Linked DNA regions of Drosophila melanogaster: region 2 is linked to region 1. Evidence: chromatin contacts called from public Hi-C data. All regions are on one chromosome and are shown on one strand. The core of a region is the stretch at or near the end of the contact, and the rest is flanking DNA. Distances in the headings are between cores, read along the strand shown.

What was found. A called contact is a pair of places that touch in the nucleus more often than the background predicts.
Region 2: a Hi-C map of the Kc167 cell line shows a contact between it and region 1, with 1.7 times the contacts expected there. A contact is called at or near these places in 6 of 107 Hi-C or Micro-C datasets (the Kc167 cell line, the ML-DmBG3-c2 cell line, the S2 cell line and 2 more).

The regions. Positions count from the first base shown.
Region 1 is chr3R:19,189,230-19,195,534 of dm6, reverse strand. lncRNA:CR46039 (long non-coding RNA:CR46039) reads right to left here and starts at 3,554. Exons shown (of 2, transcript NR_133419.1): 1 at 3,484-3,554; 2 at 2,507-3,408. It overlaps myd (mayday), which reads right to left. Exons shown (of 4, transcript NM_169851.2): 2 at 4,959-6,184. The coding sequence starts at 5,455.
Region 2 is chr3R:19,546,999-19,553,303 of dm6, reverse strand. The region is part of intron 19 of Dys (Dystrophin); the gene reads right to left. Among named protein-coding and RNA genes, the nearest start is that of snoRNA:Me18S-A1374, 36 kb to the left of the region's middle.

The DNA.
Region 1 (6,305 bases), core at 2,305-4,804:
AGTGACTTTTGTTTTGTGCCTGTTGGTGTGAGTTGCTCTATGTATCGGCGCTGATCGTCGTCCTCTTCTTGTTTCAGAGCGTTGGCCAGTTTCCGTGTGGCTACTTTTAGCTTTTGTTTTGCAGTTGGGGATCTGGAAGATTGCCATTCTCTGCGTAAGCGACGTTTTACGTGGACGAGTTGCTCGATTTGTACGTTGGTCTTTTTTGAATTAATTGTATTATTTGTTATTTTGGGTGTTGCAGTAAGAGCTGCTGCAGTAAGGATGGATTGCAATGCACACGTGCAGCTCTCTATATCAGATTCAGTATTGAGTTTTGGGCTTAGCTCAATATGTGAACTTATATATTTTTTATACCTGAGCCAGTTTGTTTTGCTAGAGGTCAGTCTGGTTGGTGGTTTCACGTTTTCTGCGTATCGGCGGAGGTGAATTAGTACAGGCGAGTGATCAGATGAGAGATCCGGCAGACATTCAGCTTTAACCAAACTGCGGGAAATATTTTTCGTAACTGCGAAGTCGATCAGGTCTGGCAGCTTATTGAGGTCTGATGGCCAGTATGTAGGACTCCCGGGGGAAACATGGTCAAGTTTATTAGTGGCTTTTATTATCGTCTTATAAAGCTGTTTTCCTTTTGGGTTCACAAGTCGCGATCCCCAGTGAGTATGTTTAGCGTTGTAGTCGCCTGCTGCAATGAAGTGTGGCCCTAGTGCTTGGAAGAAATCCAGGAATTGAGCTTCTAATACTGTGAAACGGGGGGGGCAGTATACGGCCGCTAGTGTAAGGAGAGTGTTGTCATCCAGCTGAATGTTGATAGATGTGGCCTGAAGATGATTTTCCGCAAATTCTTTGTAAAAGTGGTGCTTCATACGGTTCCTTATGAGTATGGCGGTGCCACCGTGTGCTTTTCCGTCGGGATGATTTGTACCGTAGAAATGGTAGTCTCTTATTTGAAAATTGTATTTGCTTGTGAGATGAGTTTCCGAAAGAAGCATTACGTCGATATGCTTCTCATGTAGGAATTGAGCTAGCTCAAGTTTGCGCTGTGAGACGCCATTGGCGTTCCACGTAGCTATGCGTAAGGTAGCCATTATTTATTTGATTGTTGGGCTACAAGCATTTGTATCAAAAGGTTTTGATTACGCATCATGTCTTGAATGGTGGTCTTCATAAATGTCATAAATTCCATCATGCTCTGTTGTAAGGCTTGCATCATAGCTTCAGTTTTTGTTTCCTGCTGCGCAGCTGGGTGATAGTTTTGTTGTGTGTCTAATTTTGTGTGCACTTCATGTGGAGTTCGGGAGTTTTGGGTTGGAGGCGTCATACCTGATTTTAAAACGTTAGCAAATGTTGTCTTGTTAGTGTTGAATGTAGGCCAGGGAGCGAAACTAGCTGCTTTCGAGAAAATTACTTCAGGATTTGTCTCTGATGGTATCAGGGTAGCTGATCCTTGGTGTGCCCGCGCCGTGTTCATTCTTTTGTGAAGACGGATTTTCAGCTCTTTGTAGATTGGACAGCCTCTGTAGTTTGCTGTGTGATTGCCCCCGCAGTTATTACATTTTTTCTCGCATGCATTTTCTTTGTTAATTTGACACTGTTTGGAGTCGTGGAGATCTCCACAGACTACGCACACCGGGCGAAGTGTACAATATGACCTCGTGTGGCCATACTCTTGGCAGTTTGTACATTGTACAGGAGCGTTGCGTTTGTGCGGCTCTTCTACCGTGATCCTACGGTGCAAAAGGAGCTGGAGTTTGTAAATTGGGTGAACCTCGTTTTTTCTAGGAGGCTTGTTTTCTGGTTCAAGCTCAATCTTGAAGAGTGGTTGGGGCTGCCTGTTTCTGTTTTTGATATTGAACACGTTTTTGGCGTAAAATCCCTTTTCCTTTAGCGCCTCAGTTATCTCTTCGGGCGTAACATCAGACTCAATGCCCTTCAGGACTACTTGCAGGCCCTTGCTGCTTTTAAGCTGGTAGGTGTAGAAGCCTATTTTTTGTGCGGTAAAATAGTTTGTGACTTTTCTGTAGTCGTCCTCCGTTTTCGTCTGAAGTTTGATTTCGTTGATAGAACCTCTTACGAGGGGAGTTATATGAAAGCTATCTTTCCCAATAAGGCCAATCAAAGTAGTTACAAGACGGCTTGTGCTCTTCTCGCGGATGTATATTGGCGGAGGCTTTGTTTTCTTCGGTTCGATATCAACGGATCCCAGCGGCACGTCCTCAGCGGTATCTACCAGCAAGGCAAATCTGTTGGTATTTGCAGGGGCTACATTTTTGATCAAGGTAGAGTTATCGCGTGTATTTTTCGGCTTGTTTCCCAAATCTGAATTTTCCGGGCTGAGCTTTCGCTTTATTGTAATGTAGCGGTCCATTCCAGTCTGCCAGGTCGACCCAGCTTTTTTGTTTACGTTTTCGTTTTGTTTTGCTGGCAGTGCAGCAGTACCGTTTATTGCTAGCGGTTTTGCTTTCGCTGACTTAGTCAGACCGTGAGCGGGTGCAGCCGCATTATTAAAATGGAATTTACATTTACGGTCCACGGGGGGGGGGGGGGGGGAGGAGGCAGAAGTCGCCAAGTTCGAGGGTTTGGGGTCGGGACTTTCGCCAAATGATGGCTATTAATTTCAGGCAGCAACGCAATTATCACAACATTTTCTGGTCAGTTTAATTGCAATTTAATGCGAAGGCGACATGTGAAAATCCCCACATAACTCACTTCGCCCCCGAGGGACCTTAAAGATCCGAATATTTGCCGCGCCACAAAAGCCATTTAGTGTCCGCTCCTGTTTCACTTTAATTGCTCTCTGCCGGAATTTGAACTCGATACTTGATTGATTTAAGCTCGATTGTCCGAGAATTGTTCGTAATTCTATATATATTGTATATCTGCATCTATTTTGGTCTGGCTTAAACAAATTGCAAATATGCGGCGCAACAAATGCTATGCAAATATTGTTAATTTCGTTCGAGCAGAAAATCGAATAAATTCCGGACTCCCTCGGGTGTCGATGGTTTTAAATGTTATCATTCGTCAAATATTAATAAATGCTCTGCAAATACGTGCGGCCATATAAGCACGCAGTCGCCATTTGTCTATAAACAAATACGGACACTGCTGAAACCGGATTTCTGGCCACCAGGCTAAGTGAAATACCCTCGAGAGATTTCTGACCAACTGCCGCACGGAGTTTTGAAAAACTCTGGTGTCGGATAACCTCCTCCGAATTCGTATTTGCTTTAAGCTCTCCCCCGTTTACGTTTACTGATGGACACCGCTGCACAGCCACTGCTCTCCTGATGGACAGCTTTCTGGTGGCTGCCTTTAGGGGTTTTAACTGGTTATCGCATCAGCCGAAGGTCGTTAGAAACTGAAAGGTGGGCGGAGGTGCCCCAGTGCCCATGGCCTTGGGCCAAACTGAAAATGCAATGAGGTGAAAGCAGTACAGTACTTAAGAGCCATGCAATGAGAAAGGATAACACACACACTTACCACCTTGAAGTATGATTCAATAATAATTTTGAATATAAATTTGTGTTCTACACAGATTAATTGTTGCTGCTTTATACTAATAGCATAGGTAAATCGATCCATTTGGTTTTAATTACCACGTAAGAGCACAGAGTATCCGCACTTTAACCAACTGTCAATCGAAGCCCACAAATTCTATCATTCACTTTGCCTCAGACTTAATTGAACTTACATAAACTCTCATTAGCAGCAGGATAGTTCAGCTGGAATTTGCAGACCCAAAGAGTTAAACGGCTCAAGGTCCCAGTCGGACATCTTTAAAATTTGGAAATCGCAACAGCAGGGGGAATTTCTGTTTTATTATTTATTGAATTGAAATGAGTTTTGCCAAAAGACGTTTCAAGTTTACCAACCGCAACTTTGACTGCTTTCACTGGCTAAAGGAGGCCAAAAGTTTTGGCAACCAAGAAGTCGAATAAATATGAATCTGCAGTGACAGTTTGATTTCCATCCGTTATTTGCCCCCCCTCAAAAATGTATTTTCTCTGAAATTCTTTTCAACACCTCAAGTTTTATTTTCGTATTTTCCCATTGCTGTTGGATTTTGGTTTGGGAAATTCCTGGCATACTGACTGCTTGATTACCCCCAAAAAACCCCAGAGCATCAAATTGCAATTTCGCTCAGGACCATGACTGGAAACTTTTCAGTTTCCGTCTGACCACCTCTCGCCCCAAAAACACTGGCAGCCATCAAGTAATCTATTACGACCTCTAGTGAAGCCAAGTAATTGGCCAATTGCCTAATCGCTTGTGCAGGAGCCGAGAACGTTTTATATACCATGTTTAAGTAATTAGGCGAATAGTGCAAGTCAGCCGGATAGAAATCTGGAGGCCTTCCGGCAAACCAATTACAAGATGGCAAAAGCCTGGTGGCAAAGGGGTTATTAAATATGGTGATTATTAAATACATGCATAAGGCTCCTGATAAAACATTGCCCGTGTCCTTGGATTCTCTAACCCACTTGGGACTCATTTAATTCAATACTAGACAAGTAAACTTTTCAATCAACGTTTATTATCTTCGCTTTGCGGCAAGCTTGTAACTCGATTACTCTGATTGCTTGGAATGAATCAAAACCATGGCAGTGAACAAATCTCATACCGTGTCCTTATTGATCGAATCTGACCCAACCAACCTTGCCAGCGACTGAGCATCCATCAATTCCAGCTGCTGTTGCTATTGCCACTAATTTTTACAATTTGTCGTACACACAGTTATGGAGAAGGGCACTGAATGCGGGGAGGGGAGGGTTGGTTCTTTGGGAGGAGTCAGAGTGTTGGGGCGATAAAAGCCGCAGGCAACATCGTCCGGCGCAACAATAAAGGAGCCAGCGAACTAGTGCCAAATTATCAACCGAACAAACCGAACAAACCGAACAAACCGAGGCCCAGAATTGCCAAGGCCATAACTCAGAGGCGAATGGGGGAAAACTTACCGTTTGAAAGCTTTTGCCAGTATTTGCTTCTCATTCACATTGCTGGCCGCTAAAATAACTGTTTCTGGCTGGTTAGGGGATTTGCTGGCATTTTGCACTTTTTGCGACTGTGGATGGGGTTGGCGATGGTTATTCTCGTTCCTCGAATCCAAATTGTTTGCCACAGGCTGGAGTCTCATGCTTTGCTCGTGTTTTTGTTGCTGCTGCTCCAGTTCCTGCAGCGTATTCGGCCAACGTTGGGCGCCATTATGCCCCACGTTGGGCGCCATTTTTGTGTCTGCCTGCGTGCTACTGCTGCTGCTACTGCTGCTGCTACTGCTACTGCTGCTGCTGCTGCTGCTGCTACTGCTGGTTCCCTGCTCCTTTAGCTGCTGCTGCAACTTCTGGCTGGTGCTGTGCAGGATCAGGCCAATGAAGAACATATAAAACAAAATTGCGCACAATGTCGAGCAGCGCAGCCAGCGGAAGCTTTTGCTCAGCTTGTTAACGAAAGTCATTTTGTTGCCGCCGCCTTCGTCGTCCCTTTCGCTATCGCTATCGCTGTTGTTGTCGCCGCCACCGCTGGACAATAGATGGCAGTGGAGTGGCTGATGGCGATGATGGTGATGGGAATGGAAATGGGTATGGGTATGGGTATGGGTATGGGGCTGAGGCTGAGGCTGGCGACAGGGAGGCTGTGGTGGCGTTGATGGGACCAGCTCTAGGTTCTGGTACACCGACTCCTCCTCCTCGGTCCACTCGGCTTCCGGCTCTTGCTCCAACTTGGACCGCAGCTTTCAGGACTCGTTGCGTGTAATTTGCAGTAATTTCTGCTCCTCCTCACCTCCTCACTTCGCCCCCTAATCTTTCGGTGCCTTTTGAAGCCGGTTGCTTCTCCTGTTGCTGGTGGTCCTGATGTTGTTGTAATTGTACATTAATTGACTTTTATGTTGCAACCAGCGACAGGCAGGCGAAATGTTACGGATCCTGCTCCTGCAATTTGTATCACCGTGGCCACGCCCAGCTGCCGCCCCCTTTTTATATATATAAATGTAGTTGGCGTGGGGCGTCGGTGTAACAACTTCTAATACCAATTTGATGTGTTATTGCCTTTCGCACGACTCCCATTTCCTTCATTCCGGGTCTCCATCTCGTCTGCATTTTACACCAATTTTACATGATTGTTAGGAGCGCCATTTCCATTATGCGCACTGATAATGCTGATGGCGATGGCGATGGCGATGGTTCTGTGGAGCACAAGTAAAAAAGAGGAAATGGATTTTGCATGAGTAAAGTTAGGGAAATCGTTTCTCATTGCGAATTCGGATCAGTGGGTATACAAATTTAGTGTCGCAAAGTCAGAGGGTT
Region 2 (6,305 bases), core at 1,719-4,218, 360 kb before region 1:
AACCAATTGTGGGGTCTTAATTATAAACTATTCAAACTTGAAAGTTATTTATTTATCATGGTATATATTTGAGTCGGATGCTTTAAGTATGGTATTAGCAGCTGTTTCGCCACTTAACCTACTGCCTCCACATGGTTTATTAATGGCAAATAAAAACGCGCCCATTTTCGGTGCTCATGAGCGTGGAGGATGTTAAAAAAAAGGGGCTTTCTGGCCACGACCATTAGCCACGGCAAAAGGCTTCGTCGCTGCGGACCAACAAATGCAGCTTATGGCTTTTATACGCCAGTAGCTATAAATACACGTATGCGAGATTACTACTCGCACTCGTATATGCTATGTACTCGTCCTGTGTGAGAGTGCTTTGCTGCCTGCCTTTCCGACGCGCTTTTGTTGGCTCATTTTTCACATTTCCGCTGCTTGTCCTTGCTAAGTCACGACATGGCCAGAACTAATACATCTACAAGAGCTTACGTGTGTGCCGCTATACGCTATACGCTATACGCGTTCGTATATATACATATGCCCTGGCAGTGACTGCATTTTGCAGTTTAAAGCGCCAATTAAGTAAATGCCATGCTCGGCTTGACCTGACCAAAAGCTCTTGGAATTGAAGAAGGGGGAAGATATGGCTGGTTAAAAATGCACGCCCACTTCCTGCTGCTGAATGGCAGCTCTAACTAAGCTTCGCCATGGTTTCTCCATATAATTATGCCTTAGATGGGTTAATTTATGGCAGCAGCCATAAAACTGTGTTGAGTGGGCTTAAAGAGCCGGGAACTGCTGTTTGGGCAATTCAAGTAAACCGCATAATTCCCCAAAAGGTCTTTAATAAAAATCGAAATTTTCACTAAGGCTGCTGCGGAAATTCACTTGATTGAGCCACTCGAGACACTTCCCAAAATAATTTTCGCCATATAAATTCATAAGGATATTATGCGCATCATTTCCTTGGCCCAATACGGCAAAAAAAATGTCTGCATGAATTTGAAAGCATTTTTTCTAAATAAGAAAAAATACCTACGGGTGTTGTTTGCCTTATTCCTTTTATTTTTTGGTGGATGTGTTTTGATTGTTTGCGGAGCAGGAAAAAGCGAGACAGGCCATGTGAATAAAATAAAAATGCGTTTATAAGACGCCTCATAAATATATTAGAGGCACATAATAAACACATCACCAAGTGATGTCGGCCCACCAGTGACGAATGTTCGTCCTGGCCGGGCCAAGACCCCTCATCCCTGGAAAAAATACAGCCGCTGGGGGAAAACCTGTCAAGTGGTGCTCACAAGGGGCGTTCAAGCATTACTGACAGCCATAACCCAGCTCCCATTTCCCATTCCCCATTTTGGAAAACAAAATGACAGAAAATTTAAACAGGGACCATCATCATCCTCATCCAGCTGCTGCTGTTGAAACTGCCATTGTAGCATTTTACATATTTTAGTCGGGCCGTGTTAACATCCGTGTAAATCCTTTATGACCAAACTCTGAGCCGTAAGCATCGAGCTGGAGTTACTGGATGTCAAAGTTGGGGAACTGGAATTCGATTTGGCTATATCAGGCTGTTTGGCTGCTCCCCACGTTGCTTATTTATTCGATTATTTTTATTCCTTGTTATATCATCTTGAGCGATGTGTCAGAGCAAATGTTCTATAAACATTTCTTTTGCCAGTTAAGGGGGAATTCGGAATACGATGAGAAAAGGGTGGGGGAAATGAAACTCTGTTTCCGGGTCAACTGGAAAACGTAAAATGGGAAAATGATGGATTTAAGAGAATGTTGATGAGGGATTAATTTAAACCTTTTTATGCGGAAAGTGGTATTTAAAGCTTGTAAGCTTGTTTGATAAATTGAATAAACTTATTTATGGTTAACATATATCAGGTGCTTTAGATATGGAAAGTTTGAAATGGGGGGAATTCTGGTATATATACTATATACGTTTTCTTTATATGTTTGCTTTCTTTATTGAAATAGAGAAATATTATATGTGTTATTTATCCTATGTTGAAGATTTTCAAAAGATTTTGTCATGAATGGCTCATAAGTTTCTTTGAAGAAGTTTGGCGACCGCTCTGTTTAAACTCGAAAATATTTTTTTCCCATTTCCTTTCACTTATCCCCTTCAAAACTTTGCTTTTGCTTACTTTTGCAAGTTTCATCCAAATATGACTAAGTTTCTGAGATGCTTAGATGAGCCAAACAAACAAGAAAGTTTGAATCGACGCAGGCACACCCATTATATTTAAAAAGATTTGTGTTACATGGCGTTTAAAGAAACGAAAATCTGTATAAGTGACTATTGAGCAAAAGGCTATTGCATTATTCAATAAGTTGTATACGCATACATTTACATGTATGAAAGATGGCCAACAGTTTATTTCTAAACATCATATACCCCTACATTTTTACGACTGCCGAGTATAACAACTAAAGCTTGAGCCATCAGATGCAGACTGCAAAATCTGGAATCAGAAATGCATAAAGCCAAAGGCAACGATCAAGAAGAGAGGGGAGTTGTAACGAGCAGCTGGAATATAAGCTCCAATTTATCCGCATGCAATATTAACTTGGCTGCACTTGGTTTTGACTTATCTGCAGAGTTTACGCTGCACTGAGCAAATAGACAGGACTCGGGACCCAGCACATACATCTCTACACACACACACACACGCACACACACACATGCGATTGTGTATAATCAGGTAACAAACCAGGTTAGCAAGCGGTGGTTGCCAGAGACTCCTGGCCAAAAAGATTCGAGGGGAAATCGATATGGCGACTCTTTTCCTCCCAGCTGTCCCCCAAAAGCTGCTGACAGCAAACGCCAAAAGGATTCGGGGAAAAAAGAACAAAAACCCCACTAAACCGAAACCGAAGTTAAATGCTCTGGCTTCCCTGGCTGCATGGCTATCTCGTCTCGACCAAACTTCTGTGGCTGTGGCTGTGGCTGCTGCCAGTGGTAGTACCATATTATTAGACACCCACATATGAGGACCCGGGTGAGCTCTGAGGCCAAGCCATCCACTAGCCACCCTGCTCCAAAGCCGAATCCTTTTGTGTCAGCTTTAATTCACTTCTGGACGCAGAGAGGCTGCCGAATTTCCCTTTACCTTGCCACTTTTTTTTATCCATCCCTGCGCTTATAATCCTTTTTGTCCGTTCCTGGACTCTGTAGGCGGCTCAAGTTTACGGCTTGTGGGTTTGCTGCTCCAGGTTTTGGCTCAGCTTCGTCGGTTTTTCCCCTTTCCCCGACAATTGCCGTTGCTTTTTTGTTTAGGTTTTTTTGGTGACCTGTGATACGTTTATTGTTTCTGCTTCTCGTCCGTCTCATTGCGGCTGTTTCTTTTTATGTCAGCCTTTGTATTTCGTATGCAAAGCATCTTTTTCAGTTCGTTATGCGCTTGGGGATCTGCTGCCTCAACTATCATCCTTTCGGGTTTTTTTATATGCAAACGGAGTAGCACTAAAATGTGTCAGCTTAAATCAACTTTCAGAATGTTTTGCAAACATTTTTCAATAAAATTAATCCAATAGTTTGAGCACTCCATATTGCTCATAAGTTCTGGTCCGCAATTCACACCTGTTCGTTTTGCCTGGAAATTCGTTCTCCTTTTGAGAGTTTTCTTTGTCATTGTTTTTTATTGTGTAGCTTTCATTTGAATCTTATTTTCATCTCGGTCACAGTCTCAGTGCGTGTCAGACTGTTAAGCTGCCTCAACAATTGCCCCGCTACCTGTTCTTGCCCACCTGCCTCCATCTACATATTGTTACTACTGTTTTTCTGCCCTTCTAGGCGGAAAAAAATATAACAACGACACAAAAACCTTTTGCCATTATTTCGTGAGCATTGCACGTACACTCGGTCACCTTTTTGTCCTGTGGGTTGCAGGTGGGCGCTGTTTTCCACTGTTTTTCCACTGCCTCCAGACTTGCCACGCCCCCTTCACTGGCTATTAACCCAAATCCCCCAGAGTGGCAGTTGTTGTGTGTGAGCTTCGTTGACTTTAGCGGAAAGTTCAACGTTCAGTCATAAATAAAAAACACAAATTCTTCTGCCTTTTTCTGTTTTTTTTTTGAAAATGCATATTAATCATACGCCACGTTTGCCCACCCGCATTTCAATTGGCCGCAGATGACTTTTTTCTCTATGCTCTTTCCTTTTAGTCGCGCACATTTTTCACTCCTATTAATTAAATTAAAATAGTTGCTGCAAATCCCGCAATTTATGTTAGCAATTCATTAAGTGCCCGAAATAAATATGAGAATGTATGTAAATTAAATGTCATTGAAAACATATTTTAATTAAGAAATAGTTGGCGATCATGAAATATGCTCTTTTCAACTGCGCTTTTATTTATTACCAAAAAATATTGAACGCTTTAAATGAACTGCATTTAATGACACAAACAAATTCAAAAGAATAATTCCAATTTGAACAGCATTTGATATTAGAAATTATTAAGCGAAAATGTACATATAGCTTTGAAAATACTATGTGTTTTTATACATTTTGCTTTGAATATATTATTTTTCACAATATGTTGCTTATCCTTTGGCCTCACATTAATTTTATAATAGTGGGTCATCGGGTCAGCATTACATGTTTAGGTTACATTTTTCCTTTAATTGTACACCTTGTGCAAACACGTTTTTAAACTTTAATAGCACGTTTTATCCCTTTACCTTTTCCACATTGTTTGCTGCCAAAAGTTACCCAAATAATTTTCGAGCTTTCTCCTGAATTTGCTCCTGTGACAAAGTAAGCCTTCGAGTTTCGCCCCGCCTTTCAAAGTCTTTCAAACTTGCAGCCTTGGCAAACAATGCGAATTCACTGCGATTTAGATGTGCAAATATGTAAATTTGAATTTTATAGAGAGCAGGGACTTCGCGGACGCCAAAACGGAACTCTGTTTGCCAACGAAATTTGCTCGCCACGTTAACGAATATTTAGCAGGGCTAACAAAGGGCTCCACAGTTGGCACATTGGGCAAGTTGGCAACGCTCAGCAAGCTGGAATTTGCCGCAGCATGAGGAAGAAAAACTGCATATGTAGCGAAATCAACAGAAATGGAGAAATGGAGGCACAGACATCCTGGCCAAATGGAATGACATTTGCATTGAGCATTTGAAGTGTCTAAATTTGGTCCCAGCAATTGCAGGTCTTCTGTTTTAGTTTGGTTTTTTTTTTGCATAGCAAACGAGCAACTGAAAAAATGTTCATTAAAATTCATAAAGGCAAAGTAAATGCAAAGAACTCGCGAAAAACAAATGCAAGGAATGGCAGGCAGGCGGGAAGGAAAATAAATTGAAATAAAATTTACGTAAATAAAATTTCTGTGGCGAAGCTATAATTGCGCAACTGTGGCGCATCCTTCTCATCCTTGCCGCGATACTAAAATTCCGCAAGACATGACTTTGCCCAAAATAAAAAATCGCAAGCCCAGCAAAGCGACAAAAAAACAAGCAGAAATAATTGGGAAATTTTTGCTGTGGGCGTTGGGTCAAATGTGCAAATTGCTCTGCATATTCATACATACATTTGGCTCGATGTTGTGAGTGAGTGTTTTATTCTGGGGCAAACATTCCACATATGCGAGTATCTGCTCGTAATCCTCGGCAAATTAGGATTTAATGAATGTTAGCCCGCGACTTTTGCCAAAGTCTCTGAATTTAAACATGCCAAGGACTTCAAAATGCGCACAGGCCATAAAGGGGAATTCAATTGTAAAAAGCAATTATTTAAGTATCTGCAAAGCTTTTATCATAATAAATGAAAGCAAAGGGATACAAAATATGCATGCAGCTGATTTATTCGTTATAATTTTTAATAGAATAAAACAAATGTATCGCTATTTCCATGATATGTCATTAAAATTCTTGCGAATATTTGGCAATTTCAAATTGAAGGCTTCACCACATTAATAAACTTTTTTTCTGAATCGCCAATTAAAACCGACTTCCCTGTGCCAAACTCAGCCCCAATAGATTGTATTTAACCCCACTTGAACTCAAATTTGGGGTATCTGGTGTCACTGTGGAGCCCACAAAAAATAAGCTCCAAAAACTGCACAGACAGCAAGTTTAATTTGTTTATTAAAACTTAAACGAGCTTTGTGTGCTCGTCGGCCTGAATGGGGTGGAAATGGGGTGGCAATGTGAGCCATAGGGACCTGAGTTGGAAGAGTTGGAACTGGAGGAGGTTTCGTCTCCAGTTAGTTGGCCTGGTAAGCTCATCATCAGCTGAGCGATGAAATGGCGACGACGACGACGACACTTTTTAAACTACTTTAACTTGGCTGTTC